2 separate regions of the Mus musculus genome follow, and region 2 is linked to region 1. The links are chromatin contacts, called in public promoter capture Hi-C maps. All regions are on one chromosome and are shown on one strand. Each heading gives the region's core, a stretch centred on a gene start, on an enhancer-like site or on the middle of the called end of the contact. The rest is flanking DNA. Distances are from core to core; before and after follow the strand shown. Region 1 holds the start of Mrps22 (mitochondrial ribosomal protein S22). Region 2 holds the start of Nek11 (NIMA (never in mitosis gene a)-related expressed kinase 11).

Region 1 (5,339 bases), core at 1,244-3,743:
GGGGTCCAGAGAGATCACAGAAACACACATGAAGCCCAAAGAGCCAGGTCAACAATAATATGCAAGTAACAAGGAATGGGAGGTCGCCAGATTCGCATAGAAGGCATAGGTAGATCATTTAACTGCTTGGCTACTGAGGTGCAATTTTAAATACACTTTGGTTTCTTTGTGTGGTTACTGGGGACTAGCATTAAGGTAAAGAAATACAATCACTGGATTAATTTATTGCTAATATTTATATTAAAGATAACTCATTAACACTTTCCATTGGAAAGGTAAAAGGCCATGTGTTCCTGGGTTCCTCTTAGCCATCGGTCCCAAAGATACTAGAGCCTTGCAAGATCCTGGCCAAGCTCCTTCTCTCCTTATTCATAGTCCCACTGGGTACTTTTCTAGCTTTCTATGGCTTTAATTACATCCACCTGCCAGACTCTAAAATCCCAATCTCTACCCAAGGTCATCTCCACCCACTTCCCAATGGACATCTCACCTGTAAGCCAAGACTACCAGACCATAACATCCCTGCAACCTTTGCTTGTCTCATCCCTGCGGCCCTTACTACTCTCTATCACAGCGCAGTCTATCAGTCATTCAGTCCAGAGTCTTAAAATGATTCCTGACTCCTTCCATACCCAACACACTGAGCCAAAAAAAAAAAAAAAAAAAAAAAAAGCAGGTAAAATGATAGGACTGACCATTATTAACACATAGGAGATTTACTGTGCAGTGCTTGCTGAGCTAAATACACACCATGCTCAGAATATTCAGCTCTCACAGCAACCCTATAAAGCAGTTAGCCCACTTTTACAAAAAACGAATACTAGGTAATCGTCTCTTTTTAGATCTAGCTCCCACTGCCATTACTTTAGTCAAAGCCATGCTTGCTCCTTACCTTGGCTTCTCTGACTCTTTCCTGAACTCACTACAAACCATTCCCACAAAGATTCCTTGAGAGTGATCTGCTAAAAAACGCAAGCAAGATGATTTAAAGCTTTCACATTTAAAACTCGCATGGTTTGACTGTGTCCGCCACTGAGAGATTTAGTCTCTGTCCCAGTTAGGGTTTCTATTACTGCAATGAGTCACCATGGCCATGAGCAAGCTGGGGAGGAAAGGGTTTGGCTTACACTTCCACAGTGTAGTCGTCTATCGTTGAAGGAAGTCGGGACACAAACACAAGTTGCCCAGAGGCAGAAGCTGATGCAGAGGCCATGGAGGGGTGCTGCTTACTGGTTTGCTCCCCCTGCTTTCTTATAGAATCCAGGACCACCACCAGCCCAGGCATTGCACTACCCACAATGGACTGGGCCCTCCCACCTCAAACACTAAGTAAGAAAATGTCCTACAGCTGGATCTTATGGAGGCATTTCTTTCCATTCAGATAACTCTGGCTTGTGTCAAGTTGACACAAAACTAACGAGAACGTTTCTTTGAAGACCAAACTCCTGTGTTTATTCTCATGGTCACCCACAAGCTCCAGTAACTATATACATGCTCAGCACTACACTGTCTTGAGACAAGCTCACGCACCTGCTCGACTCTAGTGATCGTTTTTTTACTCCAGTGCGCCTCAATTTGTATCTAACTGTATACTGACCCTGGAATAACAAAGACATCTCAACTTCAACACAAAACAAGCAAAATTCCGCCTCCTTTCCCGTTTTTTAATTTTCATTTTACCGAGTCATCAATCCAAACTCAAAAATCAACCACATAAACTGTTTCTACCATTAATGTTCTCTAGCTTGCCACGAGTCTCCATTCAACTGCTTACCATCAAAACCTGGACACTTACTTAGACATTATCAATCCTAACTCCAAAATACGTTCCCCCAAAATACCAGCGTTCAGTTTCTTCTCTATACCTCTGCTTATTATGGTGTCCTCTTGTTCTTTTAACCTTAGCATGGTTAGCCTGGTGGCAGCGTTGCCCGTATTTTCCCTGGGATTCATCCCTATGCGTCCAACATAGTTTGAAAGGCAGCTAAGTGCTTTCCGCCCCCCCCTCCCCCCATGCCCGACGTAGCCTGGATCACAGAACTCTGCCAATCGCCACTGGGATAACAGAGTCCAGGTCAACCCTACAGCATGCCCCAAGCTAATGTAGTGTAATGCTTTGCAAGGGGCGGCACGCAAGCACTAGTGACTGAATGAATGAATGAATGAGGACTTAGATAAGTTCTGCAAGGACGGACGGAAGCCGCACGCAGTCTGACAAGCCGCCTTCACTCGTTAGAGCAAGCTCTAAGTTTCCCGGGCGCTCAGCAGAGTTCTGGCGGTCACTCACCTGCCTCGGAGCTGAGCAGGCGGCGAGGCTGCCCCACCTCGAATGGCTGGGGCCGCGTCGCGAGCAGAGCATCGGGGTGGCGCTGGGCTGTGGCCCGAGTACAGACCCGCCGTGCTCGCCGAGAGCCCAATTGGAACCTCCACAGCGACAACGGTGTTCTGACTGCAGCCATGATTACCAGACGCTCTTTGCGCCGGAATCGATAGAGCAACTTCCGGCTCGAGAGGTTTTTGTGCAGCATTCTGGGAAATGTAGTCTGGGTGGAGGCAAGGCGCCGCGGAAGCGTTTTAAAACTACTAAAATCTTTGTGCAAGCAAGGCAAGCACTGTATGGAATGAGCTATATGCCCCGCCCCGCTTCCCTCTTAGAGACAGTCTCTGCAGTCTTGACCTCAAACCCGCTGCAATCCGCTTTCTGACCTCTGATTACAGATGTGGGAATGAACTTTTTAAAGAATTTTTTTAAAGTAATTTTGTTTGTGTGTGCATGCGCATGAACTTGTATGTGGAGGTCAGAGGATAGCCTGGGAGAGTCGCCGCTCTCTTTCGACCCAGAGATGGAACTCAGGTGAAACTTGGTAGCAGGTATCTTTACAACCTGAGCAGGAATCTCACCAGCCCATTTACTTTTGTTTGTTTGTTTATAGTATTAGCTTTATCATTTGTATACAAGACATATACCACATACACACACATGCATACACACATAATACATACATGTTAAGAGTACATACATTAAGAAACAAAATAGTCGGGCGTGGTGGCGCACACCTTTAATCCCAGCACTTGGGAGGCAGAGGCAGGCGGATTTCTGAGTTTGAGGCCAGCCTGGTCTACAGAGTGAGTTCCAGGACAGCCAGGGCTACACAGAGAAACCCTGTCTCGAAAAAAAAAAAAACAAAAAAAAAACCAAAAGAAACAAAATAAGGGCTTGGAATTTAGCTCAGCACTAGAGTACTTGCCCTAGGTTCGGGTCCTAACAACACATGGGCACGTGCAACATCCCACCAACTGCTTATTCACAAGTACGTGTTTGAGTCTCTCGATGTGTGTACAGGTTTTTTGTTTTGTTTTTGTATTTTTTTCCTCTGTGCTCCTTTTCTCTTTTCTTTTTGGTTTTATGGTTCTGAATAATGAATGTGTATTGCCCTCCTAGACCTCTTCCCCCACTTGCGGGTTTAAATCCAACTGTTTGCAGTTCTTTCAAACTTTTCAAACGCACCCCAAATGTTTGTTCTTCATTCTGAATCCATAACCACCAATCACCTTATACCTTCCCTTCATCGGCCCTTCTATAATTTCTGGTCATTCTCCTTATTATCTGCTTATTTTTCTCACCACATGAAGGCTATGCCTATACATTATTATAATTTTACCTAGTACTGTTTATGTGCAGAACAAATACTTGTTGAATGAAAGAATGGATGGGTGGATGGATGGATGGAAGGATGGATGGATTGGTAAATGGATGGATGCATAGATGGATGGATGGATGGATGGATGGATGGATGGATGGATGGATCAATGGATGGATGGATGGATGGATGGATGGATGGATGGATGGATGGATAGGTGGGTGGATGCATAGATGGATGGATGGATGGATGGATGGATGGATGGATGGATGGATTGGTGGATGGATGGATGGATGGATTGGTGGATGGATGGATGGATGGATGGATGGATGGATGGATGGATGGATTGGTGGATGTATGCATGGATGGATGGATGGATGGATGGATGGATGGATAGATAGGTGGATGGATGGATGGATGGATGGATGGATGGGTGGGTGGGTGGATGAATGGATGGACGGATGGATGAGTGGGCACATGATTTCATTATATTCTTTTCTAGGTGACTAGGGAGTGCAATTCTTTTCCTTCCATAGATTAGTCAGCTTAAGTAAGCACTTTGCCCTAGGCCTGGCAGAAGAAAGTTGTTGAACAAATATGTGTTTGAATTTGCTGGATAGAGAGAGACTTAACTCCTAACCTCACCTATTTTCTTCCCCATTCCCCATTGTGAAAATTCATTTAACAAAATGGAGTCACTCCTAGCTTATCCCATTGTAAAGGAGTCTCCTCTCCACAGGAGACACTATAGCTATGAACACTTACTGCAAGAGCTAAACCAATCCGTTGACAAAGGCTCCCCTGCCTTTAAGAATAGTTTTACTTAGTAACAAGTACCAGAGCTGCTGTGACCGTTAGACTGGCTTACACAGTCATTTCTGAGGCTTGTCAGCTTTCTAAAGCAAAAAAGTGCCCCCCCCCCCAAAAAAACCCTATCTCCCTTCATTTCAAAGTGATTGAGACTATCTTAGTAAAACCCACAACTTTTTCTTTGTCCACTGAACATATCAGGGATCACCCCAGTTTTATGTACTCATGCCCCTGTTTCTAATCTTAATCTTTGTTCCCAAATAATTGGTTTTTTGGAAATTCATGCCTGTGTTTCTGTTTGAGTTTTAAAAGGTTATTTGCGTATTTATTTGTTTGATTATTTGTATATGTGAGTTTATGTGGCTATCTGTGTGCTCTAATCTATTACCTTCTTCCTGTGCACTTTACATGGGGGTCTGTCTCTACACTCGGGGCTCATGCTTTCTTGGACAGCCTGGAAGCCTCAGGGACCCTCCTGTCTCCACCCTCTCTATCAATGCTGGGACACATGCATGGGATATCCACCTGGTTACATGAGTTCTGGGACCTGAGCTTTGGTCCTCATGCTTGTGCAGCAAGTTCCCTTAACTCCTGAGCCATCAAAGGTGACAGCATTATGGACTCTACTATTGCTATTTGAATGGGAGAAGATGACAGCCCTAGGCTTGGCCTTAATTCAGGTAGGGGCTACTATCCTGATCTCCCTCATCACTCTATGTAGTAAGAAGTACCAATAGTGGGAGACTGAATCGGAAATACATGCAGCAGGCTCCCACCTCAAGCATTTTCTCTCAGAAGCAACCCTAGTCTTTCTTCCCCATGGCTACTGATAAGAAGAGAGGCCAAAGAGCTTATTTTTACTATATCCTGGTGTTGCAGTTACCATTC
Region 2 (5,339 bases), core at 1,903-4,402, 6.8 Mb after region 1:
GCTTGCCTTGTGGCACTGAGCAACTGCTAGATCCTTGGACTTCCTTTCACAGCTGCTGCTGACCATTGTTGGGGAGTTGAACTACAGACTGTAAGTCATCAACAAATTCCCTTACTATATAGAGACTACCTATAAATTCTGTGACTCTACAGAACCCTGACTAATATAAAGAAGAATTCAGCTTTTCCCACTGAGGAAGTCTCAAACACAGTCAGTAGGGATATTTTGCCATTGAGACTGTAATATGCATTAAAAAATCATTTTTACATAATCTACCCTATTCACCTTCTCTGGTCATTTGAATACTTACTTTATTTGGCTCTGAAATGTGCATCATATTTTTATAATTTTTTTTTTTCGAAACAGGTTTTCTCTGTGTAGCCCTGGCTGTCCTGGAACTCACTCTGTAGACCAGGCTGGCCTCGAACTCAGAAATCCGCCTGCCTCTGCCTCCCAAGTGCTGGGATAAAAGGCATGCGCCACCACTACCCAGTTTTTATTTTTATAATCTTATTTGGGGCTAGGAGTATAGTTCAGTTTTTAAAAGCAAAGCCCTGTGACTTCAAGTAAAATGGAGGTGGGGCATCTATACAGAAATTTGTGAAGCCCTTTTCTGTTTGTAAGTTTCCTGTTTGATACAGAGTACAGATCAGATGTGACTCCGTGTTCTAAAGCAGCCTGTGGCTACGCACACATGCGCAGTTTATTACTTACAGCTCCTCTCCAGGTTTGGCTTTCTTGTCTGACACCAGATAGACAGTTCCAAAACTTCCACTGCCAAGTTTCTGCTGAAGAACATATCTTCTTGCAATCAAAGCGGTCGGGTACATGGGGATGACTGTGGGTCTTCTGCCCACACACTTCGCAGTCTCTTGGAATTTCAGCATTGCTCCAAACAAGATAAAACTGGCTTGTTCATTCACAGAAACAACAGTTGGGCATCCGAGCTGATGTTTGAAAAGTCAAACGGGAAGTGTTGATTGATGCCAGATATATGGGAACTCCACAAATCGTGTCTAAAAGCAACTACAAGATTCCCACAAAAAAAAAAGTATAAGCTTTTGGCAATGATACCTGCAGTGTATCTTGTGTTATCACACCAGCTAATGCTCGTGCTCTCTCTCTCTCTCTCTCTCTCTTTCTCTCTCTCTCTCTCTCTGTGTGTGTGTGTGTATGTGTGTGTGTATGTGTGTGCATGTGTTTTGTAGGATGAAAGGAAATACAGTAAATTCCAGAAGGCACTCTCTCATAGAAAAAGAGCCTTCCTTATACATGCAACTTTATCACAATAGTTTAGAGCCACATTTTTACTGACTCCTGAAATGTGTATTTGTTTTATGATTCATATTTTGTTAGATATTTATACTCCCCATCGACTTAAAAACCAATGCGAACCCAGGGCCATGGCTTCCCCTAATGCACACATAGGCCAACTCCCTGGTGATGCTTTCCTCCCTCTCAGTCTGCTTTGACTCAGCACAGAGTAAATTGGGGTTAAACCCTGATTAGCATATTCTGCTTCCCTTTGCTTTTTGCCCATGTCAACTTTAAATCACAGTTTTGGGGTGTCTGTTTGCTAGACTAGCTATGTGGAAGGATATCAATTCAGTGCCCCCCCCCCATCTTAAGCAAGATCTGATTCCATTTCTATTGTACACACTGGGTACAGAGCTATCTCCTGGATTAGAAGTAAGGACATGCACCTCAGACCTAAGACTGCGTTTTAAAGCTAGCTGACTCTAAGTGTAGTACAGGTGAAGCCACAGTTCCTGAGGGAGCTATGAAATGTTATGAATGGCAGAACTGTCCCATGAGAAAGTATTCCACAAAACACACTCTTACTCCATTCCATCAAAGTGTTGAATGTTTTATTGAAAACTGTGCTTTTGTTTAAAATCTACATGAAAATAGGACTTTACGCTGAATACTATGTACACCTTGGCATTAGGTTTTCATATTCAGCAATTCTAAAACAACGAGAAAAAAATAGTGTTATAGTGTTGACCTGTGGGCTCAACATTTACCACAAAACCTACAAGGACACTCAAACAGAAAAAAAAAAACTGCAAAACATAAAACCTATTTGTAATTTTGTCTTCTTTAAATAATGTACTAATCTGTGGTTTGATCTAGTCCCAGTGAGAGCAATGCCCCTCTCCTCAAGGAAACGTTACTAAAATCTGCAGAATCTAAAGAATAGGTCCTAAAAGGTACCTTCTGTTTGCTTCTTTGACTGGCATAAAAGTGGTGATTTCTAGATAAACTAGGCTGTTCAAAAAAAAAAAATGGCCTCTCTGTCGCCTTTCAGATCACTAATAATAATTCTCAATGTGGAGAGGCGATTAAAGTCCCCACTTAGTAAAGAGCTGAACTCAAGATGGAGGACCAAAGCTTCTATTTGTAATGGAGTAATAAACCCAGCAGTGTGTGAGCAGCCTCTCCAGGCTCATCACACAGAATCAGCTCTGTCGCCCTCATCTCAGTTGGTATCCATGGAATGTACACACACTGCAGGCTGGATCTGAACCTAGGGCAGAGGATGAACTTGGGTGCTAGGGACACAGGTTATGCTTGTATCCCTGGGGCCTAGCTAACAGCTGACATACAGTTGTTAGCAAACGTTTGGAGAGCGAAGAAAGATCCAGCATACCAAATGTGACCCAAAGACAAGTAAAGGAAAGAAAACATAATAGGAACTAGAAGAAAGCTGAGAGACGCCCACTTTGTGCTAACCATCCCTGGGGTACCCATCCCGCTGGGGCAGGTAAAGAGAAAGTCAAGTGTTTACCGATGGTAAGAACTGAGTGGTTTATGTCCATGTCAAAAAACCCAAAAAACTAGGAAGCTGTTTTGACCTGAGGTTCTGCTAACTAAATCTGACCTGAGAAGTAAACTCTAACCCTGAGGTAAAACGAAAAAACTTGTCTCTTCAACAAATAAACCTTAAGTTTTTCGCGGAGCGCGTGAATGTATATCGAGGAGCAGGGCGCTTAGTCTCCCGAAGGGGAATGCGGTCCAGGGGCTGTGGGACCCGGCTGCCCGAGAGATCCACTTTCATTACCTTTACAGGTCCCCAGCCTGCGGCGCCCGGCCAAGCCTCCGTCAGCCTAGAGCTCGCTGCCTCGGAGGGCGTGGTTGTTTAACATCGTCGCCACGGAGACGGCGCGGGGGCTGCTGGGAAGTCGACGTTCCGGCGTCCAATCCAACGGAAGCGCGCCGGACCCTTCGAGGCGTGGCGAAGCGAGCAGGGTGAGGAGGCGGCCGCAAGTGTGAGAGGAATGGCTCAACCTCTCACACCAAGTTCCCACCACCCGGCCCGAAAGCATTTTCTCCTCCAGGGAGAGCCCTCAGCTTCTCGGAGCCAGGCTTCCCAGTGACGTCGTTCGCAGCACTTCCTGTTTCCGCTCGCGGTCTTCCACGCACCCGCGGGTCTGCCGTTTCTCCCCGGGATCCTACCTGCTGCTGCTGGTGAAGTGAGCCGGCGGTCGGGCGGAAGCAGCCGGCGGATCCGGAGGGCAGGAGCAGGTTGAGGTAGGAAGATTGGTGGTTGAGGAATTAGATCCTACCTTTTCCTGCCCTTTGCTTGCATTCCTTGAGCTACTTCGCTCAAGGTCAAGTCATTAGTTTACAGTGAGTTCGCAGAAACCACATGACAAACCGGGAAAGACATGACGATTCAGAATTAAAAAGTGTTGAGATGTTGGCCGAGGTGGATCTGAGGTGAGATAAAAAATCAAGTGCAATAATGTAAGCTGATACCAAAGGCAAAAAATTCAGGAGGATGCATTTTTTTATGTGGTAGCCCCACAAAAATCAAAATGCAAAAATTCCAAGGTTGGCAAAACTTTCACGATTTTAAACACGGGCAAGGCTGGCAATAGCATCGTGCTAAGCGATATTTGAAGCCAGAGGCGAGGGGGGAAACCAGTAATACTAATCCTATGAGTTGTTAGCCAGATAGGCCATTAGTAAGGGGGTGTAAGAATCCAGTTGAGGTTGAAATTGTATACTTGGGATCCTAGAAGCATAAAGCTGTGTTTTTCCTTAGCTCAAACTACTCTCCAATGTACCCTACACTCAAGACCTGTAACAAGGGTCTAGTTATCCATAAGGAAAAAAAAAATTGGCTCATTATGTGTCTTATGCTGGGTTGTCATTTTTATAGCTTAGGACTTTTGGCCTTGACCCTCACAAAACAGATTTCTTCCTTTATCTCTATATGGGCTGCCATGAGGTGGTGTGGCCTAGATATAAGTTCTGTCTTCCACCTCCAATAATCCAATCAAGCAAAGTTCCTCAACAGCGTATCCTGCAGTTTGGGTCTTGATTGATTCTAGATATACTCAGATTGACAACCAAGAATAGCCATCAAAAAGACCAGCAATTGATTTTTTTTGTTTGTTTCAACAGGGATTTCTGTCGATCATCATGGGTATTCGGGGACTAATGAGCTTTGTGGAAGATTATAGTAATGAATTCTTCGTTGATTTGAAATTGCGGAACACAAAACTTATCATTGATGGCTATTCTCTCTTCCACCGACTTTGCTTCAATTCTGACTTGGAGCTCAGGTATGGAGGAGACTATGATTTATTCGCAGATGTTGTACAGAAATTCTTTGAATCACTGTTTGTGTGTCATATTTGTCCGTATGTTGTATTAGATGGAGGATGTGACATTTCAGATAAAAAGCTGACAACTTTGAAGGATCGAGCAAAAGAGAAGATCCAAGCAGCCCGTTCCCTTTCTCTTGGTGGGGGTGGGAATGTGTGCCCCTTACTCATCCGAGAAGTGTTCATACAGGTTTTGATCAGGCTTGAGGTATGTTTCGTACAGAGCTTTTCAGAAGCAGATCGGGACATTATGACACTTGCCAATCACTGGAATTGTCCTGTGCTATCATCGGATAGTGACTTTTGCATTTTTGACTTGAGAAGTGGGTTTTGCTCACTGAATAGCTTCCAGTGGAGAAATCTGAACACTATTAAAGATACACAAGATTACTACATTCCCGCCAGAAGCTTTTCCCTCAATGCATTCTGCCATTACTTCAACAACATGAACAAAGCTCTACTACCTCTCTTTGCGGTGCTGTGTGGAAATGACCATGTTAACCTGCCCATCATGGACACATTCATAAGTAAAGTACGTCTACCCCTTAGTTCTAAGGGGAGGAGATATCACCGAGTCCTGGGACTTCTGAACTGGTTGTCTCATTTCGATGACCCCACTGAAGCACTAGATAACGTTCTGAAGTCTCTCCCCAAGAAGAGTCGAGAAAATGTTAAGGAACTTCTCTGCTGCTCCATGGAGGAGTACCAGCAGTCCCCGGTGAAGCT

The links. Promoter capture Hi-C pulls out the DNA fragments that hold promoters and counts their contacts.
Region 2: a promoter capture Hi-C map of liver shows a contact between it and region 1, with 4 times the contacts expected there. The contact joins the promoter of Nek11 here to the promoter of Mrps22 in region 1. A contact is called at or near these places in 2 of 39 promoter capture datasets (liver and pre-B cells).

Annotation. Positions count from the first base shown.
Region 1 is chr9:98,599,186-98,604,524 of GRCm38.p6, forward strand. Mrps22 (mitochondrial ribosomal protein S22) reads right to left here and starts at 2,494. Exons shown (of 8, transcript NM_025485.3): 1 at 2,288-2,494. The coding sequence starts at 2,459.
Region 2 is chr9:105,392,135-105,397,473 of GRCm38.p6, forward strand. Nek11 (NIMA (never in mitosis gene a)-related expressed kinase 11) reads right to left here and starts at 3,153. Exons shown (of 16, transcript NM_172461.3): 1 at 3,062-3,153; 2 at 715-1,026. The coding sequence starts at 887. It overlaps Aste1 (asteroid homolog 1), which reads left to right and starts at 3,228. Exons shown (of 5, transcript NM_025651.5): 1 at 3,228-3,531; 2 at 4,411-5,339. The coding sequence starts at 4,429.